Linked DNA regions of Mus musculus: region 1 is linked to region 2. A link is a contact called in public Hi-C data. All regions are on one chromosome and are shown on one strand. Each heading gives the region's core, a stretch centred on a gene start, on an enhancer-like site or on the middle of the called end of the contact. The rest is flanking DNA. Distances are from core to core; before and after follow the strand shown. Region 1 has its middle 92 kb from the start of Gm36603. Region 2 has its middle 41 kb from the start of Gm36520.

The links. Hi-C and Micro-C count contacts between places; a contact is called where the count stands out from the background.
Region 1: a contact with region 2 is called in a Hi-C map of CD8 T cells, with 1.9 times the contacts expected there. The contact joins two enhancer-like sites. A contact is called at or near these places in 2 of 15 datasets of contacts at CTCF or cohesin (large pre-B cells and pro-B cells), 22 of 484 Hi-C or Micro-C datasets (B cells, CD4 T cells, CD8 T cells and 9 more), 16 of 115 datasets of contacts at active chromatin or transcription factors (the 230-238 cell line, CD8 T cells, the SCID.adh cell line and 11 more) and 1 of 9 other capture datasets (embryonic stem cells).

What each region holds. Positions count from the first base shown.
Region 1 is chr3:131,011,851-131,019,168 of GRCm38.p6, forward strand. No RefSeq gene overlaps it. Among named protein-coding and RNA genes, the nearest start is that of Gm36603, 92 kb to the right of the region's middle. Within about 2 kb of position 2,706, at least 41 of the 459 cell types and tissues checked have an H3K27ac peak or open chromatin away from gene starts, as enhancers often do. A contact at or near this core is called in CD8 T cells, the SCID.adh cell line and regulatory T cells, where this site is marked.
Region 2 is chr3:130,889,253-130,896,015 of GRCm38.p6, forward strand. No RefSeq gene overlaps it. Among named protein-coding and RNA genes, the nearest start is that of Gm36520, 41 kb to the left of the region's middle. Within about 2 kb of position 5,134, at least 11 of the 459 cell types and tissues checked have an H3K27ac peak or open chromatin away from gene starts, as enhancers often do. A contact at or near this core is called in CD8 T cells, the SCID.adh cell line and regulatory T cells, where this site is marked.

The DNA of each region.
Region 1 (7,318 bases), core at 1,456-3,955, 120 kb after region 2:
GCAGACCAAACATCAACACCAGTTCAAACCTCAAGCATACCCTAGCCCAAATACACTATGTTACTCATTTGAAAGGATTACTCACTATTTAACTTTTTCAATACTGTACAGTAGCCAGCTGGGCAGTGGTAGTGCACACCTTTAATCCAAGCACTCGGGAAACAGAGGCAGGTAGATCTCTATGAGTTTGAGGCCAGCCTGGTCTACAGAGAGGGTTTCAGAACAGCCAAGGCTACACAGAAAAAAAAAAAAAAATCTTGTCTTGAAAATAAAAACAAAAAATAAAAAAAGTTTTAAAAGTTAAACAAATTTAGAAAGTTCAAATCTGTAAAATAAAATATAGCAAAATATGTGCCTTGTATATAGTAGCTTGCTTGGACTGTAGACATTGATTTTGTTTTGACTACTGTATTGTGGTCACAAGTTTGGTTTTTTTTTTTTTTTTTTTTTTTTTTTTTGGTCAGTTCTGAGCATCAAATCCTAGGATTAGTACATGCTGTAGAAGAGCTGTACCACCAAACTATAACCACAGCCTACATTTGATTCTTGTTGTGCTCTTAAAAAAAGAAATGTTGACACTTGGCAACAGTAACCATCAGCCCTATGGAAGCCCTGCCTTGTCTCACCAGCAGTGTGTTCATTCGGCAAGCAGGACTGTATGGCACTGAACACTGTAGCCCTAACAGATGAACCCTGAGAAGTCAATCAACAAACACATCCAGGGTCGGGAGTCAACAGCTGACACCAAAACCCAGAAGTCACAGAACATGAGCAAGAAGAACAGAAGGTGGCCAGGAAGGGCAGACTCAGGTTCTCTTTTGACTCTGAAGCAGCTTGGCTTGAAGGTCTCACAACAATGATAAAGAAAAAAATAAAGAAACCTTTAAAATAAAATAGAAATACAAAGCTTAAAGTGGGTGGACTTAAAAAACTGCTGTGGGGAGTTTTTGTTTACGTGTTTGTTTGTTTGTTTGTTTTCAATATTTTTGGCTATTGTTTACTGGCTTTTTAAGAAGATGTATTGATTTTATTTTATGTGTCTAAGTGTTTTTGCCTGGAACTCCAATTCCAGGGGATCCAATGGCCTGTTCTAAGGTGCAGGCACACATGGTGCACATACACACATGGAGACAACTCATAGACTTGAAAATTTAAATAAATCAATCTTTTTAAATTGACCCAACTGTTCCTGGGTGATTGGTATTGTAATTTATAATATAGGAAAATGTGAGCTACCTGGCCAAGTCGATGGATTGCAAATCAACTTAGGAGAATATTTACGGGCAGAGCTAATGGAAATGAAATTCTGAGTTTGGTTTGATCTGTGAGTTGCTTAAATTGGTTCTGCCTTTTCCCTCCGCCAGCCTCACGGCCCTGGGGAAAACCAAGGCTACTCAACTCCAACACGGAACAGCTCACCTCAGTGCCACTTCAGGGACCAAGGAGGAGAGAGGGAGGCAGGGGGTGTGATGTGATTGTGGGGGTCGGAAAGTCTTCACAGACCAACCTGATCCTGACCAACAGAAGGAAGTGGAACCGAAGGTCACAGAAAGAGCTGCACAAACCTCACTCGGTGAGTTACTAATACAAGGGGACATGATGTTAGGGTAGCAAGGAGGATGGGGGTCGATCTTGGAGTTGTTATGAGGATAAGTGAGGGGTGAATATGATATAGATATATTGTGCAAAATTCTCAAAGAATGAGCAAAAACAACGTAATTTTAAAGATACAAAAGCAATCGATTTCATACGAAAGAAAAGAAAATTCCAAGCATAGACCAGAGCACAGCAGAGTCTAAATAGGGCAAGACATTTGGGGACTTTGGGACAAATCTTGGCATTTATGGTGTCAAAACAGGATCACTGAGAAGTCTGGCACCGGTGCAGGAAGGGAAACAGGTGCTTGGTGTTTGAGAGACCTGTGAATGTGCCTCAAAAGTTACACACTCAGGAAATCTCCCTAGAAAGTCCTAGAGAACCTACACTTGTGTGGACTCTAAATTTTTCTTTTAAGTTTACCTTCTTCTTCGGTATCATCTGATGGAATAATATCCATGAGATAGCGTGGGTGTCTTGCTAAAGTAGTCAGCTGTGTCTCGATAGGGCCTCAGGGGAGCTGGTCAAATGGTGGCTCTATGTCATAGCATGCCCCTGAGACCCTTCTATATGCCACCTAACCTGATTCTGTAAGCAAGGAGACAGGCACCGGACTGTGGAAGTAATTCTCCTCTAAGTCACTTCAAAGCCAACACCACGAAAGCTGCCAGTGTTAATGTTTACACCACACACAACAACATAGACCAAACAGGAAGTGTGACACTTGGGGTGCCAGATGGCATCTTAAAGCCATGCCGAGGCCTAAATTACCTCACTATGGTGAAAAAAGAGAAAATAACCTACTTAGAGCAAATACTGTGTGCAGCCCCTATGCTAACCACGTATAAAACACCTCCCGAACGGGCATGCCATTGACACAAAATCAAACAATGTAACCAAGCGGGGAAGCCGCTAATGCAAACACCTTCATATTCCCTAAGGCTGCCAACCTGACATTAAATACCATTTCAAAGTAGTGTTGGCTCCGTTTTGACTTCCAGCCTTTGAGGAAGGTTGTTGGATCCCACTTAAAAGGATGACTCTCCTCTGAGGGGGAAGACCACAATACCACAAGAAACAAGAAAAAAAATGTAACCATCAATTATCTTACAACATTTAACTAAAGACGGGAGAGGTTTCATAATCGTGTGGCAGCTGGCTGGAGCTGTGGTGTGGCTTTTCCCTTTATCTGTTTATTTGCTTAAGGTACGTGAGTTCAGGGTTCCCACCAGCACAGTTCCCTGGGCGACCAAGTGATTTGTAACTAGCATTGTCATAGTCTGTATAGATTCCTCTCCGGGGAGAATCCAGTGACCTTTTGTTCACTGGTCAGGATCAAGAAATTTCTGTCTTCCTCTCATGGTAAAATGTTTTATGGGTTTGGGAGATTGGGCAAGGTCTGTTTCTTGTCCCCTGTTTGTCCCTAAACCAAGTCCTTTTTTCCTTCAGGAAGCTGAGGTGGGATACTGGGTGGAGCAGGCAGAGACGACTGGGAAATAGTTCTGATAACAAAAGGACTAAGGGGCTGGAGAGATGGCTCAGTGGTTAAGAGCACTCAGTTCTCTCCCACTGGTTCAACTCCCAGCAACTGCATGGTGGCTCACAACCATCTGTAATGGGACCTGATGTCCTCTTCTGGTGTGTCTGAAGACAGCTACAGGGTACTCATATAAATAAAAATAAATTAAAAATATAAAACAAGCCGGGCGTGGTGGCGCACACCTTTAATCCCAGCACTCAGGAGGCAGAGGCAGACGGATTTCTGAGTTCGAGGCCAGCCTGGTCTACAAAGTGAGTTCCAGGACAGCCAGGGCTACACAGAGAAACCCTGTCTGGACCCCCTCCTCCCAATATATATATAAAACAAAACAAAAGAAGTAAAGGGTAGCTATATTGTGACTAAGGAACCTGGATTCTTACAGGCTAGCTGGTATCAAAGATCCATGGACAGACAAGCAAAGCTATGTGATTTTATGGGAGATGGTTCTGTGAGCTGCGACCCTCTGATTCCTTTCTAGACTGTTGCAGAAGAGGAGGGGGGCAGGCTGCTCACCATTTAGACAGACTCTGAAGTCAGACCTTAGAACCGCTGGCTGCCTGGCCATGGCTCTCTGAGCCTCGTTTTCTTTGCTTCTAGACCTTAGAACCACTGGCTGCCTGGCCATGGCTCTCTGAGCCTCGTTTTCTTTGCTTCTAAATTAATAAGAATGATGCTCACCTCATCAAAGTTTGGCTAGAATCAAATAGTTACATCGTATGTAAAAGGGTAGAAGTTCACAGTGAACAGGGAATGTTACATGTCCGCTGTAAGCACTCCCTACTGCTTATGTTAGGAGTGAGAAAAGTGTGGATATTAATCTACATGTGATGCAATTAAGATGGAATAGAAGGCAATATAGCTTGTCTTATTTGTTCGTGGTTAAGACACGGTTTCCTGAGTTAGTGGCATGGCTTTCCCTCCTGCTGGTAGCTTAGGTAACGAACAGGGAGGGTAGTACCCGGACAGCTCAATTCATATTAACAATACATCTACACCATCTCTGCAGAGAGACTTCTCCCTCTAAATGTACCTCAGAAAAAATATATACCTCCTGTCAAGGTCAATGGTGTTTAGCTTGCCTGCATATGGCATACAGACCCTGCCATCTATCAGTCAGTAAACATCTGCGGGTAGGAATGGAGGCGGTGTGTGTGTCTCTGACTCCAAATTTTACAAAGGATCTGAGCAGGCTTTGTGTGTCTCTGCAATCTGTGTCAGTGAATAAAGTTAGATCCTTACATCTCCCGTCCCTTCTGGGCATCTAATGAGTTACATATTCATTGTTTTAAGAAGCACACTTGAGCAACAATACGGTTTGTGGGCAGAAAAAAAGAACTTCTTGGGCCGGGCTCTGAGGCCATAAAAAAACGTGGTGATAGGATGTAACCTCAAACACTGGGGAAGCCTTCTGAACGAAGTGGGAGTCAGCCTGCTGAAAGAGTGCAGGATCCCATCTGAGAGAGCCGCTCCGCTCTGCACAGACAGATGTGGCTCGGTGGGTGTCTAAGTGGCAGAGCCCTGACATTTGCAGATTCAGCTGTTTACAGTGGGACCATTGTGGAGAAGGCTCAATGGCCTATGTCATGTCAGCAGTCATAATTCTGCAGGTCTGGAGCCCGTGTGAGACCACATAGCAGTGGCGGAATCTAGTAGCCTGCCGTAGGAAGTCCAGCACATTGTCAAATGGGTACACTCACTTATTGTGCACATTGGAAAAACTGTAGAGAAAACGGATGTTTTTAATAATTTCAACTTAAACTGAATTTGTCCTGAGAAAAAGAAAACATACAGTCACCTGCAAAGTTCATCTTTAAGGACCTCTGTTAGCATAAGCCATATTTCTAATTACTTGTAAAAAAAAAAATGGTTCCATGGTCTGTGATGAGGTTCGGTTGGTAAAGTACTTGCCTAGCGTGCACGAAGTCCTAAGTGGCACCCTCAGCACCCAGATGCCCATCTACAATCGCAGGACTTGGGTGATGGAGGCACAGAGATCAGAAGTTCAAGGCCATTAGCATAGGGGTTTCAAGGCTGGGCTGGGCTGCGCTGTGTGAAACACTATCTTAAAAACATACTTTTTATTAAGAAATAATAATCAAGTAAGACAAGATTGTCTTTTTGTGCTGGGCGACGGCGACGGAGTTGGCAGCGGCGGCTGCGGTACACGCCTTTAATCCCAGTACTCAGAAGATGGAGGCAAGTGGATCTCTGAGTTCAAGGACAGCCTGGTCTACAGAGTGAGTTTCAGGATAGCAAGGCATATACAGAGAAACCCTGTCTCAATAAATAAATAAATAAATAAATAAATAAATAAGAATCTGATTTGTTTTTTGTTTGTTTGTTTGTTTTGTTTTTCTCCACCACCACCCCCCCACACACACACACACGAAGTCTTGCTATATATTCCTGGCGGTCCTAACCATGTATACCACCCTGGCTTTGAGCGCCTGACTCTAGCATGTGGATTAAAGGCTTTTGCTACCACATCTGGCCTGAGACTTAAATTTTCAACTGTTTAGTTAACATGTGAGAAGTCTTGCAGACAACATGGACGGTTGCAGGAAAGTCAGGAGCCTGGGGAACCATTTCTGACCCGGAGATTCATAAGCCTTTGTCTACCTTGGCGACATCTGCAAAGTTTCCTGAGTTGTCTCAAAGGACAAAAATCTGAAGGTTACATGTTCGGAGCTTACGTCTGTCGTACTAGACCAGGGCATTTGAATGACAGGGGACCACCCAAGTCCAGCTTCGAACAGCAGCGCCAGGGTTTGCTCTGATTGGATGACTCAAACAAATGACCAAATGGGACAGGCAGTGAATGACAGTGTTTGCTTATAGTAGTAACTGATCAGGAAAAATTGTTATTTATCTTGGAAAATGTTAGAAGCTGGAGCATCGCATAAAAATAGCCAGACTAAGGCCTCTAGCTAAGAGGAGACTGAAAAACAATTAGCATATGCCACCCTCTCCGAATACACCAGGCATCATGCTGGACTCTTTAAATGCTCCCTTTGGCTTAATCCTACAGTTCCACACCGGGGACAGGATCCCCACTCAGCCGCTTAGGAAATCGGACTGCTTGCGTAACTTGCTCCGGGAGTCCTTTATATTTTTAGCAAGTGTCTTTACACAATCATGTCAGGAAGCACGCTCCAAGTTGGCAGCAAAGAGACAGCTTCCATGTCCTGTTCACCTGGGCAGTGACGAGGTAGAACTCTGTGTCTCTTCTGAGTGACAACCTGGGTCCAATCCATTCACGCACACTCACATAAAGAGACAGACATTCAACCCTCTCCTAACCATTGCCTGTGAGTTGGTTGCACCGTACAAGAATCCTGGAGCATCCGCAGCACCAACAGGATGGTGGTTTGCAAATATTTTCCTGTCGGTAGTAAGCAACACCCCACAAATGGCAGCCAAGGGGAGACTGAGAAGTGCTTCGTTCCACGCACAGTGAAGAAGGGTCGAGAACCCAGGATCTGTTTAAAACTAGCCGCCATCTGCAGAAGTTGACTTCTAGATGAACTTGCTTTGGGTTAGAAGGTGAACAGACTGAGGTTTCTGCTGTAGTAATTACCTATAATTACCATTTTGGAATTTTTTTTTTTTTACATAAAAGGAACTAGGTTATAGCTATGCAGCAATAATCCACTTAGGCACAGCTTTCTGCTAATACCGCCTCTGACAGAAGACGGGAGGGGGCAAGCAAGAATCCTACCCAGTCAAAGGCTTCAGAAAAAGCCGTTTCATGTCACCACATGTCCATTAGATAAAGCGATCTGCATGTGTGGACCTTTGGAAATGTAACAATGGCAGACTTTAGGGCCGGGGATAGAGGGAGATACCAAAACCAGCTTGATCACCCTGGGTCTCTGTTCTGCCGGGGCGTACCCTCAGAAGCAATAAGTCATTAAATCACACATCCACTCGGGACAACTCCATTTTGTGGAAATGGTTGGCTTTCCTAGTCCACCCAGGCTCTCTGACAGACTCTCACTCCCCCCCCCCCCCCCAAGATCCATCTTGAGTGTAAACTCTGACGAGGACTTCTGATTTCTAAGCTGGCTCCCTCTCCACAGTTCACTGATCACATGGTGTGAAAATTCCACAAGTGTTCTGCCTCCGGGGCTATAATTCTAGTGAGGTGAAGGATTAGACTCGGGAGCCCTCTTCCCTCTTCAC
Region 2 (6,763 bases), core at 3,884-6,383:
TTTTTTCTGGTCTTCTACTTGTTTCACGGATCTATGAATCGAGCACTTTTCAATTCTGCACCGTTGTAGTTATATTGGCTTTGTAGTAATTCTTAAAACTGGATAGAGTCTTCTAACCTTGTTTATATCTTTCGATTGTTTTGACTAAAATAGATCGTTTGCCTTTACACATGCGCATATCTGAGGGGGTATGTTTGTACTGAAACCAGATTTTTTTGTTTACAAAAAACTGTTGAGATTTTGGTTTTGGCTCTGTAGATCACAACTACAATAGGAAAGAACTGTTGTCTAAATAACATCGAGCTTTCTAACCCGTGAATGCAGTCGATCACTCCATTTATCCTGTTTTCACTGATTTCTTTCAATATCTGCGCGCACACACACACACACACACACACACACACACACACACACACACACATACCATTTTGAGGTTGTTTCCTCAAGCCCAGGCTGAGTTTGAACTTGCAGTATAGCTGAGAATTATCTTGAACTCCTGACCCTGGTGCTTTCACCTCCTGAGCTCTGGGAGTACTGGTCTACCCAAACCTGGCTTTATGTGGTGCTGGGGATCGATTGAACCCAGGGTTTCTTGCACACTAGATAAATATTTTACCAGCATTCTACATCCTGAGACCACGGATGTATTTTGACAGATTGATATCCAACTACTTTTACGGCCTACTATTATAAATTGTATCCACATTTAAAATTTGAAGTCAAATTTAATATAATTGTCCCTCAGTATCCTCTAAAAGGTGTTTGCTCCAGGATCCCTAGAAGATATCAGATTGGAAGGAATCCAAATCAATTGTGCAAAATAGCATGATATTTGCAAGTAATCTGAGATATCCTCCTATGTTCTTTAAATTATCTGTAGATTATTTACACACTCATGGAATAATGATACAATGTAATGTAAGCATTTGATACACTCTTGCTTAGAGAATTTAATATAAAAAATTCTGTGTTCAATTAAAATTTAGTTTTCTTTTAAAATATTTTTTTACCCTTGGTTGGTTGAATTCACTGATGCAGACTCTATAAATATGCAATGGAGATGATATACTGAAATAAAATAGGGTCTGGAAAGATGGCTCAGAGGTTAAGAGTACCTTACTGTTCTTGCAGAAGACCCATGATCTATTACAGTATCCACAATGCCATAACTCCAGTTCCAGGGGACCTGATGCCCTTTCTGAACCTCCACAGACTCATGATTATACATAAAATAAAAATAAATCTTTTCAAAAGGAAAAATTACATTAAAATCATTTAATAACTTTGTCTATTGAGATTTTATATTACTAGACATGATTTGTTTTATGTTTATGTATATGTACATGTGCGTTTGTGTGTGTGTCTGTGTGTGTGTGTACAGGTGCACATGCATATATGAAGCTATATGTGGAGGTCAGAAATCAACATCTGATATCTTCCATTATCACTCTTCACAGTATTTTGTGAGAGATTCTCTCACTGAGCTTGGAACTTGCTGACTGGCTGAACTGACTGTCCATCAAGTCTCAGGAATCCTCCTGTCTCTGTTTCCTCAGTTCTGGGATCATTGGCACATGCCATAGCACCAACTTTTTATAGGGGTGCTAGGGTCCAAATTTGGGTCCTCGCACTTACACAGCAGGTACCTCAAAGACTGAGCATTTCCCCAGAACACAGTCTAAATTTTCAACCATAACCTATTATTTTTCAAGCTTTGCAAAATAATTCTGGAGCAATTTTGTGGATTCTTTAGGATTTTTTTTTCTGCATAGACATCTGCAAATAGATCATACCTTTCTTCCTTCCTTCCTTCCTTCCTTTCTTTCTTTCTTTCTTTCTTTCTTTCTTTCTTTCTTTCTTTCTTTCTTTCTTTTATTTTGTTTAATTAAATATTTTCTTTATATACATTTCAAATGCTATCCCAAAAGTTCCCTATACCCTTCCTCTGCCCTGCTTCCCTACCCACCCACTCCTGCTTCTTGGCCCTGGCATTCCCCTGTATTGGGTTATATAAAATTTGCAATACCAAGGGGTTTCTCTTCCCAGTGATAGCTGACTAGGCCATCTTCTGCTACATATGCAGCTAGAGACACGAGCTCTGGGGGTCCTGGTTAGTTCATATTGTTGTTCCACCTCTCAGGTTACAGACCCCTTCAGCTCCTTGGGTTAGAGCATATCTTCTTGCTTCGCCTTAATTTCTTTTTCTTGCCTTATTGCACAGCCTGGCAGTATACTCAACAAAGGGAGCAGTAGGGGGCAGCCTTGCCTTCATCCTGATTGCAGGGAGTCTCAGCTGTACTCTACCTCTAGGGCAGAGACAGCTCTTCTGGCCCTAGAGATTTTCTCTTTGGTATTGTTTTCTAACCTGGACTCTTACCCGGTAGACAAGCAATGCTTACAGGAGCTCCCAGTAAAGTGTTTTGTGCTGTGATGGAAGAGAGTCCGAGGATCAACTGCCCCCTTGCTCCAGTGGCAGCTGTTCTACCAGACTCCACACTGTACTGTGGGGGACACTGTTAAAAAAATACCTGCCAGCATTTCCCAGGAAGCACTGAGGAGGCTTGTAGAGAAAAACGTGAATGCCTTGAACTTCAGCGCTGTAGGGTGCGTTCCATTCTTAGCCCCATTGGCTCAACCACATGCACATCGCCACCCACCCTGTGGAACTCCTCTGATGTGTGTCCAATTGATTCACCCTTTGTCAATACAGAGTTGCCTCTGGTTCCTGGCTTCACTTAAAGAGTGATTTGACAGTGTTCCCAGTCCTTGATTTTATAGGTCAAGGAAGAGAATGTCCTCAAATTCCCTTCAATAGAAAGCCCAAACCCCTTACTTTCAGGTAGAGAAGTGTGTCTACAGAAGGGTGAATGATATATTTATACAGTGAATCAGAACTGGGTGGGAGAAGGGCCTTTGTGAATCTCAGGCTATCGTGACCAGAAGGAAACGTGCATTATCTTCTGGGACACTGCAGTGTCTCTAGCTCTGGCATTCAACCCTTCCCTGGACACTTCCTTGTTTCTGACAGCTTCTGGCAGCTTTGCAGGATTCTCCTGATGTGGGTTCTTCACCCAGGACTCAACACAACCGTATTTCAAAGCCATCTTCTGTTATAACCTGTTCACTTCTGCTTCCAGGAATCTTATCTCTCAGTTCTTCGTGGACATTTCCATCCTGTGCACAAAGGAGAGAGCTCACTCAGTAGGTGACATGGTGACATGGTGGCTGGAGGGCTGACGAAGTCCTATTGAAATGTGGCCCTCTTTCCTCTGTGAGATGGCACATCTGGTCTCTAACTGTGCAACAATCACTGCACGAGCAAAAGGAGGACCAATGTGCTATGCAAAGGGAGCACTGACCAAGAGGAGGTTTAGAGAGTGTGTGTGTGGCTGAGGCAACGGGATGCACACTTTGACCTCCTAATCTAGTCAACAGGCCCTAGATAAGAACCACAGATCCAGTTACTCCTGATAACAGGGCTGCAGTTGCCACAGTCCCAGAGTGCAGAACAAAGGGGATGGAAATTAAATCTCAGTTTGGGGTTAGAAAGAAAGAAAGGGGGGGGTGGCAGGGAGAAGGGGAGGGAGGGAGGAAGGGAGGAAGGGAGGAAGGGAGGAAGGGAGGAAGGAAGGAAGGAAGGAAGGAAGGAAGGAAGGAAGGAAGGAAGGAAATAGTGACAACATTTAAGACATAAACATAAGAAGATACTTAGATAATTCACTATATGAGAATCTGGAAATAAATATTCTACCTAAGGCGGGCAGAGAAGTTGCTCTGGGCTGTGTGTGTGTGTGTGTGTGTGTGTGTGTGTGTGTGTGTGTGTGCAAGCGTGTGTGCACACATGTGCATGAGTGCATGCATGTGTGGAGGTCAGAGGGCAGATGTAGATGTTGGCCCGTGCCTCCCACCGTGTTGGAGACAGTTGTCTCTCTGTGGATCACTGTTTTATGCACCAGGCTAGCTTTTGTGGACTCTCCTGTCTCCAGCTCCCTCTGAACTGCAATACAGGTGTGTGTTACTGTGCCCAGCTTTAAGTGGGATTCGAAATGACACTTGAAAGGTTAATGTTATACCCATGGAGACATCACCTAAGTCCCAAGAGCTCTTACGTGGCATTCATCAATAAATCTCCAGACAGTCTTATAAGATGGATTCTTGCCCCACGTTCTAGAGAAGAAGAGCAAGGTTCACAGAACTTATAGAGTTTGCTCAAAGTTGCAGAGCTAGGAAATGTTTTTTTCTTCTTCCATAAACCATGCTGAGGAAGGCTGTTGGAGTCCCAAAGTCTACCTCCTTCAATTTCCTTAGGCAGAAAAGAGGAAAGTAAAAGCCAGGGCCCAAACCCTTCAGTCAGGGGTTGTTTATTGCAGAGGCAGAACCAAAACTCCAGTTCATTTACATTTAGTGTAGCTTCTTTCACTTGAAGAGATGAAACAGTTGGGCTTCAGTGAAGAGTGAGACTGAAGATTCCCGTTCTCCAGCCTGTTTACCTACGCTCACAGGTAAGGCTGCAGCAAGCTTCACTTAAGTGTGCTGGAACCAGTCTGTCTCTTGGAATGGTCCCTCCACATGACTCTAGTAGCCAAGTTTTTAAAATTGGTGTATATTTATGGTAAAAAGGGGAAGGAGGCCATTATTATATTTTCATATGCGTGTGTGCCATGTACTTTAGTTTTAAGCCCTCCCCCACTGCTTTTGGCTGTGTCCCTTCCCTTCCTTAGTAGGAAAGGTCTCTTTCCTCCTAAATCTGTCCTTTCAGTTCTTTAAAACAACAGCTTAAAGCTCAGAGATGGCTCACTGGGGAAAAGGCACAAGTTGCCTTCCAAGCCTGACTACCTACGTTTGATCCCTGGGACCCACATCGGGGAAGGAGAAAGCTGACTCATACGAATTGATCTCTGACTTTCGTGAATGCACAGATAGATATCCTCTACAGAAATCAATGAAACTGCAAACAGAACACCCTCGATTCCCCATAGAGGAGAGAACAGATCTGTCCTCCCCAATGTGGCTTGTTTCACTTGCGACATTCTCTGTTCTAGCCAGCTTTCTGCAGACGGGATAATCTGTTCTCTGCACTTCTAGCATCCGGTTTCAGGTGTGGTCACACAGACTAGGTGGACCTCTCATGAGTCCTTGTTTCCTGGCTTCTATCTGTCCTGCCTGCTAACCACAGCCTCTATGCTCTTCAACCAGGTCGCTGAGCAGGTTTCTAAGAAAAGAGTGGGAGGGAAAAGAGAAGTGGTAAAGAAATACTACACAAGAGAAAATGTGAATCCCTCAAAGACAGAGCGGGTCACAGTGGGTGTGAGCAGAAATAGCACAGAGCAACTGTGAGGCTTCACCTATGGAAAGGGCTGCACTTTATGACCTGGGATGTTTATGGTCTAAGACGTGATTCTTAGTGCTTCAACCACACACACACATTGTCCTTTACAATGCCAAATAAAAGGGAAATAATAACACCTTATGTTTGTGTATTGATTTATAGCTTACTAAGCACTTTTATGGCCCTGATCTTATTTGATCCTTGCAATAATGTTGTGAAATAGCTAAGGAAGGTTGTTATTAGTTCCACTTTACAGATTCGGAAACCAAGATTTTGAGAGAATTAGGTGAGTTGCTCAAGATCCATGAGGAAGGAAGTGGGAGTCAAGGTTGGTAGCTGGCATTCGAGACAGGGCAGCACTCTGTAAGGACTGGTGAGGGACCACAAGGATCATTCCAATTAAGGACTCAAGTCATGGTCTCCACAAGTGCAAAACTGAAAGGGCGCCTGAAGGCATATTGATATGCCACAGTAAGAGGCTAAGAGGGCCCAAAGAAAGCCTGAAGAGAGGTGCGCATGTGTGTGTGTGTGTGTGTGTGTGCGTGTGTGTGCATGTGTGTGTTGTTCATGCGTGCAAATGTGCATGTGTACCTACCCATGCACGTGTGGAGACCAGAGTGCGATGTTTGGTGTCTTCTCCATCTTACTTTCACAGAGCTCTCAGGACCCATGTGTCTTCATCCCCCAATGCTTGGGTCACAGTTGTGCAGCCGTGCCTGGCCCTTTGCACGGCTACTGGAATTCCACATTCAGGTGCTCATGTGTGCAGCATGTGTGTACTTACTTGCTGATCCATTGCCCCAGCCTGAGAGGTACAAATGCCATTTCTACAGAAATTTTTTAATAATAGAATTCAAGTCCAAGAAAGCCTTGGAAAGGCCACAGGTAGTTAAATAACTTGAAATTTGCTTCAACCTACTCAGGACTAAGTAAAAAAGTAAGTAAATAAGTAATTGATCAATAAAACAGACAAATAAATGGAAATCAGAAAATATACCAGAGCTGATATTTCTGGGTCTTTGAAAAATATTACCAAGTGTTTATAACCTTATACACAAATAACGTCTGCATTAGGAGCTAAAGTGATGGCTTAGCAGTAAGAATACTCTGCTCCTGCCAGGACCTGGGTTCAATCCCCAGCACCCACGTTTATGCATCTCACAACTGCCTGTAGCTCCAATTTCCTGGGGTCTTATGCCCTCTTCTGGTCTCTAAAGGCACTGCGCGCGCGCACACACACACACACACACACACACACACACACACATACACACATACACGTAGAAATAAAAGATTTTAAAAATAACTTCTGTCTGTGTGAACACATACATTTGCTCACAGATACTGCAATACTTGATGAATATATTTACATAATTTGAGAGTATAGGGAGTTTATAAAGCATGACAAGGCAAAAATAATAAAGCAAAGTATTT